Regions from separate parts of the Rattus norvegicus genome. Here region 2 is linked to region 1. A link is a contact called in public Hi-C data. All regions are on one chromosome and are shown on one strand. The core of a region is the stretch at or near the end of the contact, and the rest is flanking DNA. Distances in the headings are between cores, read along the strand shown. Region 1 holds the start of Ascl5 (achaete-scute family bHLH transcription factor 5). Region 2 overlaps Cacna1s (calcium voltage-gated channel subunit alpha1 S).

Evidence for each region. A called contact is a pair of places that touch in the nucleus more often than the background predicts.
Region 2: a contact with region 1 is called in a Hi-C map of psoas muscle, with 3 times the contacts expected there. The contact joins the enhancer-like site here to the promoter of Ascl5 in region 1. A contact is called at or near these places in 8 of 12 Hi-C or Micro-C datasets (the A7r5 cell line, the Rat2 cell line, Schwann cells and 4 more).

The regions. Positions count from the first base shown.
Region 1 is chr13:50,040,766-50,046,028 of GRCr8, forward strand. Ascl5 (achaete-scute family bHLH transcription factor 5) reads left to right here and starts at 2,755. Exons shown (of 1, transcript NM_001398588.1): 1 at 2,755-4,223. The coding sequence starts at 2,982. The coding sequence ends at 3,548. Cacna1s (calcium voltage-gated channel subunit alpha1 S) reads left to right here and starts at 4,903. Exons shown (of 44, transcript NM_053873.1): 1 at 4,903-5,221. The coding sequence starts at 5,070.
Region 2 is chr13:50,082,257-50,086,974 of GRCr8, forward strand. It overlaps Cacna1s (calcium voltage-gated channel subunit alpha1 S), which reads left to right. Exons shown (of 44, transcript NM_053873.1): 14 at 471-585; 15 at 1,415-1,508; 16 at 2,839-2,908. Among named protein-coding and RNA genes, the nearest start is that of Cacna1s, 39 kb to the left of the region's middle. Within about 2 kb of position 2,550, at least 1 of the 93 cell types and tissues checked has an H3K27ac peak or open chromatin away from gene starts, as enhancers often do.

The DNA of each region.
Region 1 (5,263 bases), core at 1,505-4,004:
AGGGCATCCAAGTCTTTCAGATACCCTGATGGTCATCAAGAGAACTACCACAGAAGAGGAGAAAGCTGGACATGATTGGTTAGCATTTATTACATCATGATTCCTAACCACAGGACCTTGGACAAATGACTTAACCTTTATGTGTCTCTGTTTTCTCACCTGAAAAATCAGGTAATATTAACTACCTCACAAGAATGGTGTGAGGACTTGAGGACGTTTGAGACTAGCACTGAGAACAGTGTCTTACACACCATGAGGAATAACAGCTAAAATTATCATTATTTCACGGCAAGTTTGCTGACTGGGGTGGGCTTCTGTTTGAGTCACCTTTCTGAATAGTTTTAAACAAAAAAAAACCCACTAATGCATGGACTATTTATTTTAAAAATAAGTCCTGAGGGGTTGGGGATTTAGCTCAGTGGTAGAGCGCTTGCCTAGGAAGCGCAAGGCCCTGGGTTCGGTCCCCAGCTCCGAAAAAAAAAGAACCAAAAAAAAAAAATAAGTCCTGAATGTTGAATCAGCATGAGAGGTCGAGTTCTTAAAATTGTCATTGATACAAATAAACTCCTGCCCTCTGTCAGATCAAATATAAATAATCAAGTCTCCGTTTCAAAAATTTAAAGACACAGAATACTACTGGCAAGGATCTCGAGCAATCTGTATGAGCCCAGCACAGTGTGAGCGGCTTTAGCATTAAAAGGAAAAACCTTACCCCTGCCCATGGGGACTCATGTCCTGAGCAAATTCTCAGATACTCAGTCTTGACAGCCCAGGCTGGGACCTGGAAACCCCACCAGGACATCTAGATTCTTGTTCCAAAACTAACTCTTATTCTAAGACCAAGCTACCATCGGTGGGAAGCTCTGGAGGTCTGTTAAGAAGAGCAGGGAGAATTTTGGTCGTGATGTTTTATACATCAGCTTCCACCCTCGAGCAAGTGCGAGACTCTGAGGCTTTGGAACCTTGTCTGTTGTTCTCAATCAGCATTGAGGAGAAAGCTGACTGGGGACAGACTCAGACCTGTGAAAAGGACAAAAGTGGGAGGGTATAGAGGACACTCAGAAATCTGCGATTGTCACCAGCTTCTTGGGCAGGGAGAGGGTTGGCTCTTTTCTGCCACATAGACAAGACTGGCCCACAGCCAAGGCCTAGGGACACCCAACTTTCTCAATGCAGGCCGATTACGCACCCATTCAGTAAACTCTGAGCATCGTGCTCAAAGGGGAGAGCGAAGAACAGAGCTCTGAGCACCCCAAGGACACTTAAGAACACTGTGAACACTCATGGGGACAGGGAACAGGGCCAGAGAGGCAGAACATAGAGCTGGAATCTGATAAGCATAGCCAATGAAACCTGGCGGCACTTAAGCCCAACACAGACCAATTATTTCCAAAATAACAGCTTTCTGAAACCTGGGGAATGGCTATGTGTAATTATGCCACACCCTGGCAAACCCAGTTTTTGGCCTAATCCTCTTTCTTGGTTATTCAGACATGATTTATGAAACATCTATTACATACTAGGGACAGGGCTCAGCTTGGACAGATACAGATTGAGTTCCGGGGCAGCGAAGGCTACACAGAGAAACCCTGTCGCCAAAGGGGGAAAGAAAAGAAAGGAAAAGAAAACAAAAGAAAAAAGGAAAGGAAAGGAAAGAAAAGAAAAGAAAAGAAAAGAAAAGAAAAGACACCTTGTAAGGTGCCCTTGTAAGGTGTTATACAGGAGAACACCAAGATGGGGTGAGACCCATATGTCCTCCTGAACCCGTGGGACCTGGGACAGGGCAGGTGATAGTTTGACCCTCAGGGAGCTTTGAAATAACTAAGCACTAAGTGCTTTGTAATTAGGGTTACCTTCCACCAGAGAGAGGCTTGTGTTGAGATAGCTGCTGCTCCTCCTGCTAGTTCCATCATCTCTCTTAACCGATGTTATCACTGTTAGTCACGTCTCTGTGTGTGGATATGTGCGGGTGAGCCTCCAGTCCTCCGTAGCTAGTGTCACAGGCAGTTGGTGAGCCCCTGGCTGCTGGAAACCTAGCCCTCTGTACAAAGCAGTACCTGCTCTTGATTGCAAAGCCACCTCTCTAACCCCCCCCATGCCCCACCCCCAGTAGGCTGTCTCCCGTTTTAGATGTCAGGCCCTGGAAGGAAGCCGTGAGGAGATGATCCGAGTTCTTAAAGGACATAATATTAACGGCTGCCGTTATCAGCTAGGCCAGGTTACCGGGTGCTCCGGGGCTGTGTTCTTACTCTCTCAGTTGCCATCTTAGGAACTGTAAAGGATGTTTTCTATCTCTCCAAAGACGGAAATACATCCAAGGACGTCACCTGACGATTGAGGGGTGAACATAAGATTTGAGCTCAGACCAACAGCTCTCCAGATCCCCACCCTCTCTTCTCCTGATCGTTTCTGGAGATAGGAGTACCACAAAAGCCTTTCCTTAGTGATATGTTCGCTTTTCTCTACTTTTAGCAAAGTTCTGGGACCTCTTCTGCTGAGCTGCCACGCTCTCCGCCTCTGCCCAGGTCCCCTCAGATTGGGGATCCTGCAACAAGATCCAGTGAGGAACAAGGACTGGGCACTGGGGGATCTGGTCACGGAGGCTCGGAGGCTCGGAGGCTCGCAGCTAGAGCCAGGGACAGTGCTGGTGTTGGGCTGCAGGAAGAGGCAAGACTTTCAGTTCAGGAGGACCAGGGAAGAGAAGAGGGAGAAAGTCCTCAGATTGCACAATTCATGGCACCGCAGGCACGATCACAGCAGGTACCTGCTGAGCCCCTGCAAGGAAGGCTCTGCACTTGTCCGGAGCTATGACTCACATTAGGAAGTCCAAGCCATCCCAAAAAGGCAAAATGAAGCCTTAGCAACTCGCGGCACCCCAGAGTGCTAGCGATGTGACTTGTCCCCGTTGTCAGGACCATACAGAGTCTGTGCAGAGGCCATTCGGTGAGGGCCTCACTCTGGGTCCAGCTCCACAGGGAACAATGAACAGTAACTTCTGTCGAGCTCTGGTGGACCGCGGGTCCCCGGGGGGCATACAGCTGGGTGTCGTGGCCCCTGCAGGACCGACGCCGCTGGCAGCCACTGAGCCCCTGGGCAACGTACCCTTTCTGTTATACCCGGGACACTCCGAGCCGTCTTACTACGATGCCTACACTGGGGTGTTCCCCTACGTGCCCTTCCCCGGTGCCTTCGGGGTTTACGACTACCCGTTCGAGCCCGCCTTCATCCAGAAACGCAACGAGCGCGAGCGGCAGCGGGTCAAGTGCGTGAACGAGGGCTATGCGCGCCTCCGCGGCCACCTCCCTGGTGCCCTGGCTGAAAAGAGGCTCAGCAAGGTGGAGACACTGCGCGCCGCCATCCGCTACATCAAGTACTTGCAGGAGCTGCTGAGTGCGGCCCCCGATGGCGCGCCACCCACCGCCACCTCCCCGCCGCCCGCCCACGCCGGCCACGGTAACGCGCTGCAGCCCCCCTCCCTGGTGGCCGAGTCCAGTGGGTCCTCCTTTTCGCCTTCGCCTTTTTTGGAGTCGGAGGAACCCAGCCTTTGATTTCGCCAGAAGCCTCGACTTGTCTCTCTAGGGAACAGCTTGGGGGCTTCTGGATCGCCTGTGCCGAGCAGGACAGTGGTGTTCGAATTCTGTGATCCCACCTCCAACCACTTGAGCCAGATGTGCGGGCCCGGGGTAGAGTTGGCGAGATAGGGATCCCAGAAGGTGATGACTGCGGTGAGGAGCAGAGTCCTGGACAGCTCCTGTACCAGCCTCAGCGCGGCTCTGTTGTCCACCACACCAAGTCGCACTCTGACTATTATGCGCCATCCCTGGGCCTTCCACAAGATGGCCTCAAATACTAGCGAGGATCTTGATGGCCTCTAAAGACCAGGAATTCTGAGGGAGGGACAAGGGAAGTTAAAACCAGGCTGCTTGCATTCAGCACCCTGGAGCTGACAGACTTGGGAGGAGTGTGTGTGTGTGTGTGTGTGTGTGTGTGTGTGTGTGTGTGTGTGTGTGTGTGTGTGTGTGTGTGTGTGATGTCGCTGGTGCCCATTGGCTTCCTTGTCAGAGAGTGGTCACCTCCCCTCTCTTACCCTTTTCAGTATAGTCTCTTCTGGTCTTTTCCCAGGTTAAGGGCTTAAATACCTTCCCCACCCCAAGACTTGTAAGCTTCTAGGGTCCAATGACATTGTGTTTACATCAAGAGCTAAATAAAAAGGGATTGTTGAATTTTGTGATTCCTGAATTATTGTCTATGCCCACCCTCCACCTTGGGGGTGTTCGCTAGCAAGTGCAGTCAACTAATATTTCCGGAGAGCTTTAGTGTCTGCTGAGACTGAACGCTGGAGAGGTCAGGGCTCTGGAGAGAAAGCACACAGACCTTGTACAGTGAGGGATCGGAGGGCCAGGGGCCCTGTGAGAACAGTGCACACTCAAGCTTGCCTGGAGTCTTTTCCTCTAGTAAGAGAGTGGCTCCGTATCTGACAGGAGAAGGCATGAGGGCGGCAAGTGTGAGAGGGGTCCTGGTCAGATCCTGACAAGCACTGAGACTGGCGAGAGTGAAGATAGGCTGAGCTAAGCCAACACTCCCAACACTTTCTCTGGACAGAGCCACGGAGCTAGGGTGGAGAGAAACTCAATCTCCATACGAGGGACCTGTCTGAAGTTTGTGGCTCCACTGCACAGGCTGCTCTCCCTGAACCCCACTGCCCCAGCTGGGAGGCCTTCCTGCCTCCCATTGCCCCCACCTCATCCCAAGCCTGGATATAAAAAGTCACCCCTTTACTCCTAGCCCTTGCCTCCTTGGGGGCAGACTGGGATGTCACTGGCTGGACTGGAAGGAATGACAGCTGTCTGGCTGCGGGAGCTTGGGCTGGGCAGGAGGGGCTAATTTTACTCTCTGGGAGCAGAGAGAGTAATCCTCCCACCCCCACACCCGTCCGCCCGCCCTGTCTGACTGCCTCAGCAGGATAGGCTCAGTCAGGTCCAGTCCCCAAGGTGGGGGCACTGGGGACACAGGGAGGAGAGGGCAGTGGACCGGGGGAGTGAGGGAAGGGAGGGGTGTCAGGGAAAGCCATGGAGCCGTCCTCACCCCAGGATGAGGGCCTGAGGAAGAAGCAGCCTAAGAAACCCGTTCCTGAGATTCTGCCGAGGCCACCCCGGGCCTTGCTCTGCTTGACTCTCCAGAACCCCCTGAGGAAGGCCTGCATCAGCGTCGTGGAGTGGAAGTATCCTTTTCAGTGCCTGGGCAAGATGGAGCAGGGAGCGGT
Region 2 (4,718 bases), core at 1,300-3,799, 41 kb after region 1:
TGTGCCCAGGGATCAGTCTGACTCTGGGACCAGGAGATTGCCCTAGAATAGACCAGAAGTGAGATAGGCAGACGGGAGAGTGAAGAGGATAGGCAGAGATGTTGATGGTGTCCGAAGGGTCCTGGTGCTGAGCTATGGAATCTGACACCATGAAGAGGCAGGGGTGACATCAGCACCCCTCGCTTCCCCTCACTCCCAGGGATTCCTGTCGGGGGAGTCAGGGTCTGTTTTGGCAGGAAAAGAATAAGTCTCAAAGGCATGGTGGATTTAGGTGCCATTATGGCTACTTTTGCAGGCAAATTCCCCAAGGACTTGTCTATGCTCCTCAGCCTGTACCCTTCCAAGGGGTGTAGCTCTGACAAGAAACTGCCCCCTCAGGGATTCAGGCGTGGAAATGCTCAGGCAGGCAAAACTCCTGCCCCAGAAACTACCTTCCACTGGCAACTCAGATCTCCTTAGCTGACCCGTAGACATCCTTCTCAATGTCTTCCTGGCTATCGCTGTGGACAACCTGGCAGAGGCTGAGAGCCTGACATCTGCCCAGAAGGCCAAGGCTGAGGAGAGAAAGCGCAGGAAGATGTCTAGGTGAGTGTTGCCCCCTCTTGGTGAGAGACAGAATGTTGGGCCCTGCCTATGGCCTCTAGGCTGTAAGCAGAACTTCTCCTTGAGCCAGATGAGCAGGGGCCACATGACACCTGCTCCTGTGAGCAGGCTTCTCCAAGCAGGACCTGCTTTTGAGTCACTGTTCCTCTTGGAGGCGGCCATCTTCTTCTCAAGTTTCCATCTGGTGCCTCCGGGAGTAGACAGTGTATAGGTTTTCTAGACAGTATTTCTCAAATCCAAGCTGCAAACGAACAATCTGGAAGCTTTGAGAGATGTAGAGTCCATGCGGACTGCCCTGAACCAGGTGGGGTAGAAGAAGGTTTGAATATTCTAGTCAGTCCCCAGGTAGCGCTGACGCTGTTTGGGCTTGGACGATCACAGTTTAGGCAACTGAATTTCAGTTTGGAGCCTGCTTCTTCAGATGCACATGCCTGCAGGAATGGGATGCCCGTTTCTTGGAGGCAAGATGGAAAGAGCTAGGGATAGAAGGAGCAGCAAAGTCCCCAGATATTTCTAGGGTCGGAAGTGTCTTACACAAGCCATAATTCCATTCTGAATCCTACATAAATGAGGTGCAAAGCCACTCTCCACTCACTGACTATGGATGACCACTGAGAGTCTAGCATTAAACCCTTTACCACAGAGAAAAGGCTTGCCCGGGCATACTGCCCTTCCTATCTGGTGGCCAGTGCTGCTTCTTCCTTCACAGATGCCCTTGAGCATTGGGTGTGAGAAGTTCCTGAGGGTGTTGTCAGGCCTGGAGCCATCCTTGTTGGCTCCCATCTTGAATTTCCTGGGTTTTTCATTTTAGAGGGCTCCCAGACAAGTCAGAAGAGGAGAGATCCACAATGACCAAGAAGCTGGAGCAGAAACCCAAGGGTGAAGGCATCCCCACCACTGCCAAGGTGAGGTCTAGCATGGGGAAATTTGCAGGCTAGGTGGAGGGTCTCTGACTTCTCATGTCACTCTGGGGAGGAAAGTGGAGACAACACCACCTTGCTCCTGTAGGAGAGAGAGCTGTTGTTGTAAAATTATAATTAACAGGCAGTCTTTTTGCCCGCTCTAGGTCCGGCACCATAATGCCCCAAGATATCTGATAGATATCTTAATCTCAGTCAGCAAAGTCTTTCACCCGCTTTTGCTCCATCCCATATCACACTACTGAAGGCCTCTCTCTGAGCCTGGCAACAATCTCTCTACCCATCCAGTTCCCAAGGCAGACTGCCCCATAGCAGAAATATCCATTCTAATTCTGTGGCGTCCCACACACTCTCCCAAATTCAATTCTCCACCAGAAAGAACACACAACCCAATAACCTCTGACCCAATTGATAAGATATAATTGCCCACCTAAACATACAAAGCCCTGCACACATCCATCCCTCAAGAACATTCATAACAACCTGTAAAGGTACAGCATAGAATCTTAACATCAGCTGCCATGTTGTCCTGCGGCTACTCTGCTGTCTCCTGCTCCCTCCTCCTCTTCCCTTAAACTTTTCACTCGCCCATCCTTCCTTTTCATCCAATGACAGGTCTCGTTCTATCCTGTATAGGCCCTCACCTGTATTTTACAAATTAAATGGGGAGAAGGTTCTAATGAAGTCACCTGAGTCCTGAGTATGAGACTAGGCAGCCGTCCTTAGGTCAGCGGAATTAGCACCAAAATACAGATAACTCCAGGGCAAACCACAGTAGAGAGCCAACGGCTACATCTCTCACAGGGACTCCTGTGTGGAGAGATATAGGCCCTTCAACCTGGGATCCAGATTTCCTTAGAATCAGGAAGGCACCCCACCCGCCCACCCCCAATGTTCTACTAAGAGCCTGGCTTTCCACTCTTGCTAGTCCTTCCCTGTGTGTTTCAGTCTGACCCCGTTCACCACTGTGGAGAGTGAGGAAAGAGAGTTCAGGAGCCAGGAGAGTCCTAAGCTGCAGAGAAGCTGCACGGTGTAACCTAAGGAGCTTGGATCTCTTGTAGAGAGTTAAGGCAGCACACAGAGAGGACAGGCTAAGACTGGCTAAAACCTTGGTTTTGCCCAGCGCAGGCTTGAACAAGTTGTGCACCTTGCAGGACCTGGCTCCTTATTTGTAAGACATAACAATTCCACTACTACCCACCTCTCAGGTCATAGGGAACATTCAGAAAGCGGCACAACAGCTCCCCAGAGCATGCCCAGTAAGTTCAAGCATTAGTTTCTGCTTTCTCACCACCACCGCTGTTCCTTTCCACAGCTGAAAATCGATGAGTTTGAATCGAACGTCAATGAGGTGAAAGACCCCTACCCTTCAGCTGACTTCCCAGGTAAGGATCCTGAGCCTGGGCTGAGGCACGGTGCTGTTGGAGTGTCTGTGTGCTGGTACTGAATTCCCTATGTGGGTGTCTCTTGTGTCTCCTACATGGACCTCTCCATGTGGAGACCAGGACTCTGAAGACACCCCCTTTGCCTTGCAAAGAAGCAACCTGCAAGCCTGCCTCTCCCTGCAATACACACAGCAACGATATTCCATGCATGCTCCAATTTACCTGTACAGAGTTCCAGCTATATGCTTCAATATGGACACCCAGTTTTCAAAGAGCACGGGGCTGGTAGGCATATAACTCCTTCCGACCCAGTAGGATATGTCCAAAGAAAGATATTTTCATTAATATAGTGGTGGAGCAAATCGCTCCTCTCTGTCCTCTGACAAAACCATGACTGCCAGACTGTCACTGTGTGAAAACTCACAAGGGCAGCATGGGAGGAAGGTGGGAAGCAGAGCTACAAACTGCCTGCAAGCATCTCCTGAGTGCACGTGGCTGCTGGCTGCTGTGTGAACCGTACTCATCTGGACCAGGACACCATGCATGGCAGATGCAGACGCCAGGATGGGTTAGCACTACGTGGCCTGTCAGCTCCCTCATGGGTCCTTCTGAGCATTTTGCTTCTTATTTCGGAATCGGCTGGTTCCCTTCCGTGTCTCTAAGCTCCAGTTGGACTTTCTGGGCTCTGGATGGTCCGTATTTGGCACACAGCAGGCCTTCCACAAATCAAACAGGTGATCACAGGAAATGATTTCGCTAAGTGCAGAGTGGAGCGTAAGGCTGGCAAAATTTCTTCAACTACCTAGTGGGAACTGAGAACACTTCCTGTGGACTTGTGTCGTCTAATGACTGTCCCCTCTTGGTGCTTGTGGCTGGCATGCAGGTGGGAGCGTGACAGCTATGGGAGATCTGATGTGAGCATGAAGAGAAAGGGCTGGAGAGAAATGAGAGCAGGAGGCACAGAGCATGTGCGTTGGAGAGAGGCCTCACCAAGGCCACCAAATATATTTATATCTAACCTCTTTCCAAAAATAAATCTTGGTGGCTTATGACAAACGTTCTGTGCAATCTGGGCCTAATGCATAGTCCTGTAATCCCAGCTCCCCTAGAGGCGGAGGCATGGGAATATAGGTCAGTGGCAGAGAGCACTTGCCTATCGTATGGGAGACCTCAAGTTCAATAGTCAGTACTGAAGGAAAAGAAAAGAAGAGAAAAGAAAAGAGAAGCGAAATATGCAGTAAAACTAACAAAACAGACAAAGGGATAAAGAATTAGGGATCTGCAAAAATATAAATGTTAAGAATGAGCCCTCCATGCAATTAAACAGTCATGTCAGGCTGGGTAGATGGAAGTGTCCTGTTAGGGAATGGGGTGGGGTCGGGACAGGGGAGCTGTTAGGATCAGAGAGGACAGAAGAGGAGAGGAGAAGGGAGGGGAGGGGAGGGCAAGGGAAGGGGAGAGGGGAGGGGAGGGGAGGGGAGAGGAGGGGAGAGGAGAGGAGAGGAGAGGAGAGGAGAGGAGAGGAGAGGAGAGGAGAGGAGAGGAGAGGAGAGGAGAGGAGAGGAGAGGAGAGGAGGTGGGTTTGGGATGGTTGAGGAATCCACAGGTATCCACCAGCAGACTCAGGCATTCTTGGCATTCCTGAGAGTCATGGCCAGGCTGACAAGGTGGGGAGCAGGCACTGTCTGTGGGGGAACCAAGCAGAACTCAACTTTAGGAATATGCTTGGAATATCTGTGCTCTCTGCTTCACCTCGGACCTCGGTGGTCACTTTCCTGGCCAAAGCTCAAGAGATAATGGGAGCCAGACA